Linked DNA regions of Sus scrofa: regions 1 and 3 are each linked to region 2. The links are chromatin contacts, called in public Hi-C and HiChIP or PLAC-seq maps. All regions are on one chromosome and are shown on one strand. Each heading gives the region's core, a stretch centred on a gene start, on an enhancer-like site or on the middle of the called end of the contact. The rest is flanking DNA. Distances are from core to core; before and after follow the strand shown.

The links. A called contact is a pair of places that touch in the nucleus more often than the background predicts. HiChIP or PLAC-seq counts read pairs in DNA pulled down with a chosen protein or histone mark.
Region 1: an H3K27ac HiChIP or PLAC-seq map of alveolar macrophages shows a contact between it and region 2. The contact joins the promoter of MBTD1 here to the promoter of SPAG9 in region 2. A contact is called at or near these places in 1 of 5 promoter capture datasets (liver), 2 of 47 Hi-C or Micro-C datasets (embryonic fibroblasts and liver) and 1 of 2 datasets of contacts at active chromatin or transcription factors (alveolar macrophages).
Region 3: a Hi-C map of epiblast stem cells shows a contact between it and region 2, with 2.6 times the contacts expected there. The contact joins the promoter of TOB1 here to the promoter of SPAG9 in region 2. A contact is called at or near these places in 2 of 47 Hi-C or Micro-C datasets (epiblast stem cells and liver) and 1 of 2 datasets of contacts at active chromatin or transcription factors (alveolar macrophages).

What each region holds. Positions count from the first base shown.
Region 1 is chr12:27,524,987-27,527,952 of Sscrofa11.1, reverse strand. It overlaps MBTD1 (MBT domain-containing protein 1), which reads left to right and starts at 1,541. Exons shown (of 17, transcript XM_021067227.1): 1 at 1,541-1,790. UTP18 (U3 small nucleolar RNA-associated protein 18 homolog) reads right to left here and starts at 1,773. Exons shown (of 14, transcript XM_003131596.5): 1 at 983-1,773. The coding sequence starts at 1,372.
Region 2 is chr12:27,368,775-27,371,773 of Sscrofa11.1, reverse strand. It overlaps SPAG9 (C-Jun-amino-terminal kinase-interacting protein 4), which reads left to right and starts at 1,510. Exons shown (of 34, transcript XM_021067194.1): 1 at 1,510-2,009. The coding sequence starts at 1,707.
Region 3 is chr12:27,118,490-27,121,487 of Sscrofa11.1, reverse strand. TOB1 (transducer of ERBB2, 1) reads left to right here and starts at 1,582. Exons shown (of 12, transcript NM_001123205.1): 1 at 1,582-1,838.

The DNA of each region.
Region 1 (2,966 bases), core at 292-2,791, 160 kb before region 2:
TTCTTTTTCTGCCTGGGAAGCTGTCACCCAGTTCAGCATTTTTTCAGTAGTATTTCTCTATCTCCCAAGTAGATTCTGCAACCTCTCCCATAAGCACCCAAAGAAGGTTCTGGCAATCAACTAATACTTGATAGGTCCATATTCACTTATCAAATAGAGTAATTTTCAGTAAGGCTTTGCTTGGCCATCCGATGTAAAATTTCATAGGCCTCCTCTACACACACTTATCTCCCTTTCTCGAGTACCTTTATTTTTTCTCTTCAGCACTTCACTGACATACCTGAACTTTATCTTCTGCCTCTACCACTAACACAAAAGCGCCAAGAAGGAAGGGATGTTTTCCTGCATTGCTGCTTCTCTTCCAGTGCCTAGAGAATGCCTAGAAATAGCCTATCTTGGAATAAAAAACAGGTTCAGGATTTAAAAAAAAAAAAAAAAAAAGAGGCAAAAAGTGTGCAAAAAATATTATGCAGGGTTCTCATTGCCAGGAAAAGTATCTGGTGCCAAACTGGCCCACAGAGATTTACTGGCTAGACGAAGGCAAGATCGTTCTCAAAAGCTAGCTAGTCTATCATATGGATAAACTGTTAAAACAGACTCTCAGGCCCGTGCCCATGAATTCTTACTCCACAAACGAGGTGGAATCCCCGAATCACAAGATATTGAGGCAGGCTACTGAACGGCCAAGCGGAAAGGAGCACCGAGTTTAGGAGATGATGGGGTTGAGCTGCGAAAAATGCTCAAGACTTTCAACACAGATTAGTATGTATTGAGCGCCTGCTAGATACCTGGGAAAGCGGTTCCCAAGGGAGTGAAGCGCTGTCTCCGCCCTCCGGAGACTTTCAGAGTGGCACCCCTGGGCGCCCGCGTTCCCGGCTCCCTCCCACCTGAGAGCTCCTCTGCGCCGCAGGTCTCCCAGGCTCCGCCCCTGGAGACTCACCGCCCACCGAGCGCCCAGCCCGCGCGCCTCGGCCTCCCTCACCCGCGGGCCCCGCAGACGCCGCAGCAGCGCGTCCTCGTCGTCCAACACATCGCCGAAGACCAGCTCCTCCAGGCACTGCTCCACGGCCGGCTTGTCCTCCTCCAGCCTCAAGCGATTCCGCTGCCGGAGCCGTCTCTCCTCCTCCGCCGCGATTGCTATCGCAGCGGCCGCTGCTCCCGGCGGGGCCGGCGGTTGCCGCTGGGATGAAGCAGCAGCCTTTCGGGGCGGCCCAGCCCGCCCCAGTCCAGCTCTCCGGCCCGGCTTCACTTGGGTCTTCCGGCCCGGTCTCACTCCGGGTGTCCTGTCCGGTCTCGCTCGGCCCCTCCGTTCCGGCGGCATCCTTGGGTTTGAGAAGGAACGCGGGCGCTCACGTGGAACCTCACTGCGCATGCGCCGAGGCCCCTCGCTTTCCGCTGCTGCTGGGGCTGCCGGAGGCCGGAAAGAGCCTGCAACGCCTGTGAGCACGTGACCAACACTCTCTCGCTCTACGTAACGCCCACTCCCCGCAAGAGCTCCTCCCCGTGTGGGAGTTCCTCCGGGAGGACCAATCTTCCGAGTAGAGGGGGAAGCGTCGTAACTGGAGTGGGAATTTTCTTCCAACACAACTTCGCAGCTACAAGTGATTGAAAGGAACGCAAGAATGCTAGGGTATAAACTGAGGTGACGGGATGAAATTTCTCCTTTCCTTCCTGACTTTTAACCACTTGACTTACACGAGCCCCAATTGCCTTTTCCACCCCTTCGTCTTGGTACGGCCCGTGGAGTACGGAGCCTGCAGAGGGTCCCATGCTGGAAGACTGAGAGGAGGGTATGTAGGGAAGTGGGCCAATCGGGGCGCGGGTCACGGCGCAGGCGCGCTAGGGAGGGAGGGCTATGCTAATGTTGTTGATATCCTGGGGCCACCCGAGTTAAAGGGGGGAAATCCGGGGGCTGCCGCAGCTGCCACCGGTCTGGGCCCATCCGGGGCCCCCCCTGTAGTCGCCATAGTTCTGGGCAGAGGCGTCTGCCCCCAGCTCGGGAGGGGGCGCCGCGGGCCTGGGGAGCACGGACAACCCCTACCCATGAGGCCCTGATGGAAAACACAAAGGATCTGGTGAGAGCCGAGCGCGGCAGCTGCTTTGTGTGCCAGGTGGGGGGGACGCCCGCAGCTCCCCAACCTCAGGAACCCCTGCAGCTCCCTGACCCTGCTCCCTGGCCTGCTTCTCCATCCCACGCCCCCTTCACCTCCGGAGTCCCCCTCCCCCCTGCCGGCCGTTAAACGATGCGGGGAGAGGGGGTTTCCCCTCCCCCCACCCGCTCAGCCCCGGACTGTTCGGGGTTCTCTCTCTCCCCCCCCCCTCCTCCGCTTTCTGGACGAGAAATTTTAGAAGAAAGTTATTCTTTGCGTCCCGCCCCCCTCCTCCTTCAGCTCTGGCTGCGAGGGGGGCAGACTGGATTTGAGAGTTCCTTTTTTGGCCGCTCAGGGTCGCAGAGTGGACGCCTCACCTCTCCCAGGGGGGCAGAGTTTCGGTGCTTTGCAGGGGAAGGCGCTCTCCGCTGTGGGGCGAGTGCTGCGAGGCGTTTCGCACGTGGAGGTGGAAAAATTGAAAGGGGGCGGGGTGGGCACGTGTGGGAGGGAGAGGTGGGAGTGGTGTTTGGGAAGCTGCCGACGAGGCAGCCTATTTACAAGGGTCCTAAGTCGGAGGGCTTTATGACCGTCGCGTTCCCTTTTGTGAAATGAGAATCCTAACATTTCAGAGTCGGAAGAGACAGTAGAGGTCACCCAAGGCAGCCGGCCCCCGTGCAGCCTCTCTGAAAAGTGGTAGGTAGCCTGGCCTCTGCCCCAACCCTTACAGACGCGCTCGCTGCTTCCCAGGAAAGCCCTTTCCGTTCACTTCTGATTGTTGCTGGCCTGCCCTTATGAGACTCATTAATGTCCCTGTTAAGTGGATTCCGTTTTTACTTCTCATATTTTCTCTCACATCCTCCTCACCCACCCACCGTT
Region 2 (2,999 bases), core at 261-2,760:
CATGCGCCTATGCTGACTACCTGAGTTAGTATTCTGCCTCAACACGTCGGAACTCCAGGCTTAGTATCTTCATTTTTGTCATTTTGAGTTTATAGCTTGGCCTGTGAGGATGTTGCTCTGGAGTCCTTAAACCACAAATGTTAATCAATAGCCATATCAAAGAATGCATCAAAGCTCATGCGCCTATGCTGACTACTTGAGTTAGTATTCTGCCTCAACACGTCGGAACTCCAGGCTTAGTATCTTCATTTTTGTCATTTTGAGTTTATAGCTTAGCTAACCTCCTTACTGCTTTTGTGAGTCTCCAAGTGGGTCTAAATTTGGGAAACTTTGGAGAACTAGTTTGTGCTTGATGGGGAGAACTTGAACTTTAAATACCAAGTTGAGGGTATTTATGATCCCGAGAGGTAGCTGACTCCAGCGCTAAACCATTCTTTATCCAAGTTCTGCCAGCCCTACCCTATTCTTAGAGTAGAGGCCAGAGAACTTCTGAGTGACCTCCCCTGGAGATAAGGGGTTTTAAGAGTGTCTTCTACATTTGCGGAGGCTAAAAGAAGCACTGGGAAGTGATCCTTAACTCAGCCCTCCAGGGGTTTGGGTGTTGTGTCATTCCCCACACGTGATTCTTTACCAGGTGGTGGAAACCTCAAGTATAACAGGACTTACTCACTTCAGTGACTCCACCTCTTTCCTCTTCCACTCCCCAACCCCCTATTAGCCCGCCCCACCCCACTTCCTCAAGATTAGAGGAAAGGCGGGTGGCTGGAGCCAGGAAATGCCATGCTCCCAAGCTGGCCAGGAGAGGCAGAGAAAATTGTGTACGGGAAAGTGCAAGATGTGGTGTTCCAGTTTTATTCATCTCCAGGATGCCGCGCATGTCTTATGTTTAAGTTTTTCCTTAATCTACTTTTCCCCAAATAATTCTATCCTACTCAAGACCACCTTATCACTGAGGCAGACCTCGTCTCATTTAAGGTTGCTTTCTCTCTCTCTCTCTCTCTCTGTTTTCCACTTCTCTAGGTCGGGACTTCTCAGACATAATTGGTTTGAATCCCAGATTATCCTCCTTCCCGTTCTAGCTGTGTGACCTTGAGTGAACCCTAACTTTTCAGGGCCTACTTTCCTTGTCTGTGAAACGAAGGCCAAACTTCTACAGCACTAAGCCTGCTGTGAAGAACAAACGAGAAAACCCTCTATGAGCTGCAAAAAGTAATAAAATGTTAGCTATGCTAATTCTGGACTGCTAGTCACTCTTCCAGAACCCCTCCCTTTCCTCTGGGATTCGCCCAGCAAACCCCGCCCGGGGCAGCAGTTCTCGCCATCCTCTCTCGCAGACTTTCCCATTGGCGTACCAACGTCGCGCGGCGCCGAGTGTTGACGCCACGCCGCCTCCGCCGGCGCATAGTGACGCATTCGGCCCCGCCCCCGGCCTCGCCCGGCCTCCCGCGGGGCCCCGCCCTACAGGCCGACGCGGCGCGGGTACCGCCCCACGAGTGACGTGTGGCGCGCGCGGCCCGGCCGCCCCGGCAGTTGGTGCAGCGGCGGTTGGGCTGAGTGCGCTCGCCTCACCCCTCCCCTCCTACGGCCCCGGCCCCCACCCCGCCGGGCCCAGCCCCAGCCCTAGCTCCAGCGGCCCGTCCCGTACGGGCCCGAGTCGCTCCTTCAGCCGGTGACGCCCCGGGCAGGCAGGCCGCCCGCCCGCAACCATGGAGCTGGAGGACGGTGTGGTGTACCAGGAGGAGCCCGGTGGTTCCGGGGCCGTGATGTCTGAGAGGGTGTCCGGCCTGGCCGGCTCCATCTACCGCGAGTTCGAGAGGCTCATCGGGCGCTACGACGAGGAGGTGGTCAAGGAGCTGATGCCACTGGTGGTGGCCGTGCTGGAGAACCTGGACTCGGTGTTCGCGCAGGATCAGGAGCACCAGGTGGAGCTGGAGCTGCTGCGGGACGACAACGAGCAGCTTATCACCCAGTACGAGCGAGAGAAGGCGCTGCGCAAGCACGCTGAGGAGGTGAGGGCCGGCCGGCGGGGAGGGCGAGGGCTGGGCCTGAGGGCGGGCCGGGGTCACGGGTCTGTCCCGGGAGGAGAGGAGCGCCGCGCAGGTCTCCTGGGGGCGGGCCTGAGGCCGAGGCCCACCTGACTGAGCCCGGAGGCCGTGAGGTCGCGGAACCACCGGCCGGGTTTGGACCCTGAGGCAGGCTAGTGAGTGTCCAGAAGAGGGTGAGATGGGGGAGGAAGCCAGAGCCTGGCTTGAGGGCACCTCGGGTTGGCTGAGAGAGGAGTTTAGGGTGTCCGCTTGCCTGTTGTTTAGGGAAGTTTCCGACCACCGTGTGAGATAGACGGCGATTCAAACTTTTACCGTGGGCTGGGGAAGGGGGGCATTTAAACACTTCTGTCCTCAGTAACTTCCGCTGATTCCAGTACCTTTCCTGGGGGTTGCTGTTTTGGGAAGTTAGAGATCTCCCTCTTTCGGTCAGTTTCTTATTGACGTTTTAACCCTGTTGAGAAGGAGGGGTTTTTTTTGTTTTGTTTTATGTACCATGGTTGACACTTTGTCAACACTTAGATGTTGTATAGCAATACTCTAAATATAGAGAGTGTGCATTTTTATTTTATTGGTAGCCCACATCAAAGTATTCCTTCCTGTCAGGTGGTAACCTTGGACAGTTCCCTTTAAAAACTGATAAAGAGGATGGGAGCGCGGTGGGAGGCGGGTTGGAGGTGTAGATGACATCTGGCAACCCTTTTCATAGACTGCAGTTTACAGGTGCACTTGGCTGCCTTCTAACTTTTGCGCCTCAGCGGTGTGACCCCGGTGCCCTCATCTTGTGAACCTTTTGGATTTCTGGACTGCCAGTGGTACGAAGACATCTTCGTACCAAGATGTCTTTGACATCTTGAGACAGTTTAAGCATTTTAGTTTTCAGGCTGTGTTGGCGTTATTTCTCTGGAACTTAGTAGTTAATGCAGATGAAGTTAATCATCCTTGTTTCCTGAGCAT
Region 3 (2,998 bases), core at 333-2,832, 250 kb after region 2:
ACTATAATTTTTTTTTTTTTTTTTTTTGCGTCCATAAAGCGGGTTTGTGCCGCAGGAGCACGGCTGGTCTGCACAGCCAGCTTCGCAAACACTCCACTCCTCGGTGGATTGTGGTTTAACTTCCACGTAGCAGGTAGAGAGTGCAAACCCCTCGGTTTTGAGAGGAAGGCGGCGCCCCAATTGGTGTTTTTCCAGGAAGCACTCCTTGAGGGCTGAAGAAAGCGGAGAGGGGAAGGCCGGGCAATGGGCGTTTCATTCATTGCTCCTCTTTCTCCCCCTCCTACCCTTCTCTCCCCTTAGACCTTCTCGCTCCTTTTCCCAGTGCGAGTTTGACGTCGGTCTCCTGGATACCAGACGGCCAATCGCCTGGTTGCTAGGGGAGAAGTCTGGCCAATGAGGCGTCGTTGCTACCTGTGAGTAATATTTTTAGCCGTAAGAGACGCCTGGTTCCACTCCCAGTGTTAACTTGGGGTAATTCTCTGCTGCAGGTTGTGAAAAAGAAGCGTTTGCCCGCCCCTTTTGAGTCCCTGTCTTTCCCTGCTCCCTATTTTTTCACCCATATTTTAACTAAGATAATTTTATCTTAAACGTACAATATAGGAAGGCACTGTGTTTATTATGTGTATTCATGTTAAAACAGGCACTTGAAATACACGCATGCACATATACACTTAGATACGTACGCAACTTGGCATGGAGGGCTGGACTGGGACATTCGGAATAAAATGTGATTCTTCTTATACTCTCAAGACACCCCCACGTCCGAGTTGCTGCCGGGTTGCACGGGGAGGTCTGATGTGGGAAGCGGAGGCAGTTAAACTGTCACCGGGGCGGGAGGTGTGGCCGGGTGGTCTTCCCTTCCCCACCCCCAGCCTGGCACAGCAGCTTTGGATTCTGCAGTTGCCCCTCTCTGGACGGCAGTTGGCCTAGGCCCTTGCGGTGATTTAATTAACCGAGTGCACGAGTCCTTGTCACAGTTCGCCCTTTTTCTAAGCTCTCTTGGGTGCACTGGAGGCCGACGTGGTAGCTCGTCCACGAATGGGATTTTCCTCGACCACAATCCCACTCGGGTGGAGCATGCTTTGTAAATCCTCCCCTCCCTCTCGAGATCGACAGCTCGCCACAGTTCTCCCCAGCCGCTTCGCCTCCAGCTCCGTTCCCCTCCCCCCTCCTCCCCGGTGCTCTCGGCCTAGACGCAGAGTCAGCCGCCCCAAACCACCTCTGTCGCCTTCACTGGCACGTCTCTCCCCCAATCCCTTTCCAATTTTTCTTAATCCCGCCCACAGTGACTCCAGATAGTCGGTTCATTGGCCATCCTGGAGCCCGAGGGGTGTGGCCTGCCCGCCCGGCCCACCGCCTCGGTTTGGGACATGGGCAGGAGGGACTTGGCCAATGGCGTCCGGGGGCAGGGCAGGGGCGGAGCCAGCCGGTGAGGGTCTCGGGTGCCGGGTGGGAGGATAGGGAATGGTGACGCCGCCCGGAGCTGTGTGACGCGGAGCGGGCGCGCGCACCCCTACGGGAGGGGATGGGGGGGCGGGGAGGAGACTATAAAACGAGAGGCGGGGCGCGCGCCGCGGCAGAAGGAGCAAAGCTCTGGCCCGGCGCGGAGTGGGCGCTGTACGGGGACGCTGGGCCGGGCACCGGGCTGTGTGGAGAAGTGGGCGCGCTCACCTGACCCCGTCCTCGCCAACCCGAGCCAGAAGGGGCGAACTCCTGAGGCTCTCGTCCTCCGCAACCTCCTCCCGGCAGCGTCGGCGTGCACTAGGCCCAGCCAGCTCGCTGCCGCCGACCCTCCCTTCTCCTCCGCCCAGCCGCTGGGTCTGTGGTGGAAGCAGCCCGTAAGTATCGAGGGGCGGCGGGCGGGGGCAGGAGGAGGAGGAGGAGGGGCTGCAGCAGCGTCGAGCCGCGGGCCCTTGGGGGCTCGGGACGGCGGCGTCGCGGCCCGGGCGTGGAGGGGAGCGGCTCTCAACACCCGACCCGAGGTAGCTCCGAGGGGCCCGGGTGCGCCCGGGAGCTGGAGGCGGGGCTGGCCGGCGCTTTGGGCTCGGCGGGGCCGGGTGACCGGGGAAGGGCGGCCCGGGGCGAGCTGATGGGAATCGGGGGTTGGGGTGCCCAGGAGCAGCAGCGAACGCGAAGGGAACGCTGGGCTCCGCGGGGCGGGTGGCTGGCCGGCCCGAAAATGGTGCCAGGGAACCAGCGCTCCCCAGGCTCTGGCCGGGTCCCAGGAGCCTTGAGGCGGGGGCAGGGAGCGGCGGGTCGGGTTACGGCTGGGGCGGGGGGAGGGAGCGGCTGACCCGGTGCAGCCGGCGCGGCGACCCGCCGGGTGTCCGGGCCCCTGGCCCCAAATGGTCGCGTTTCCATCTCTCGTGGCCTTCCTCCTCCTCCTCCTCCTTGGAGGAGGAGACTTGTACTCTCTTCCTCCTCCTCTTGGCTGCTGCCGCTGTAGCGCTTGGGCTCCGAGGGCTGTGAGCAGAAATCTAATGAGACCCAACTGGCTGTTTATGTAATTCTTCACGCTCCTGTCTTAAGGCGTTGCTTTGAAACTACCTTCTGCCGAGCCTGAATTTCGCTCGGCTGCACCTTCAAGCAATTTGGCCTAATCGGCTGCCTTTGCCAGCACTCAGGGCTTTTGGCTTGGAGAGTGTTTGTAGTTTAGGGCAGCCGGGGACTCTTTCTCCTTTGTCACTACGAGTATGGAAAAATGAAACAGATGAATTATCAACTTGATTTTTAAATGTCCTTTTAGATCAACCTCAGATCCCTCCTTTGCAAATATCTTCTGTTTGCCCTTGATCTTTCCTTATCCCCACCCAGTGCTGATCCAGCAAACGTTTAAAGGTCGACCTTATCGTACCCGCCTGTCCGGCTGTTTTCTTATCACGAGGGATGGAGGTGATTTTAAAAATCAGAGTAAAACTCAGAAACTCTGCCCTTTCAGCAGAATAATCAATAAATTTTTGAAATTCATTGTTTCTTTTGTTAGGCTTGATGCCCACGA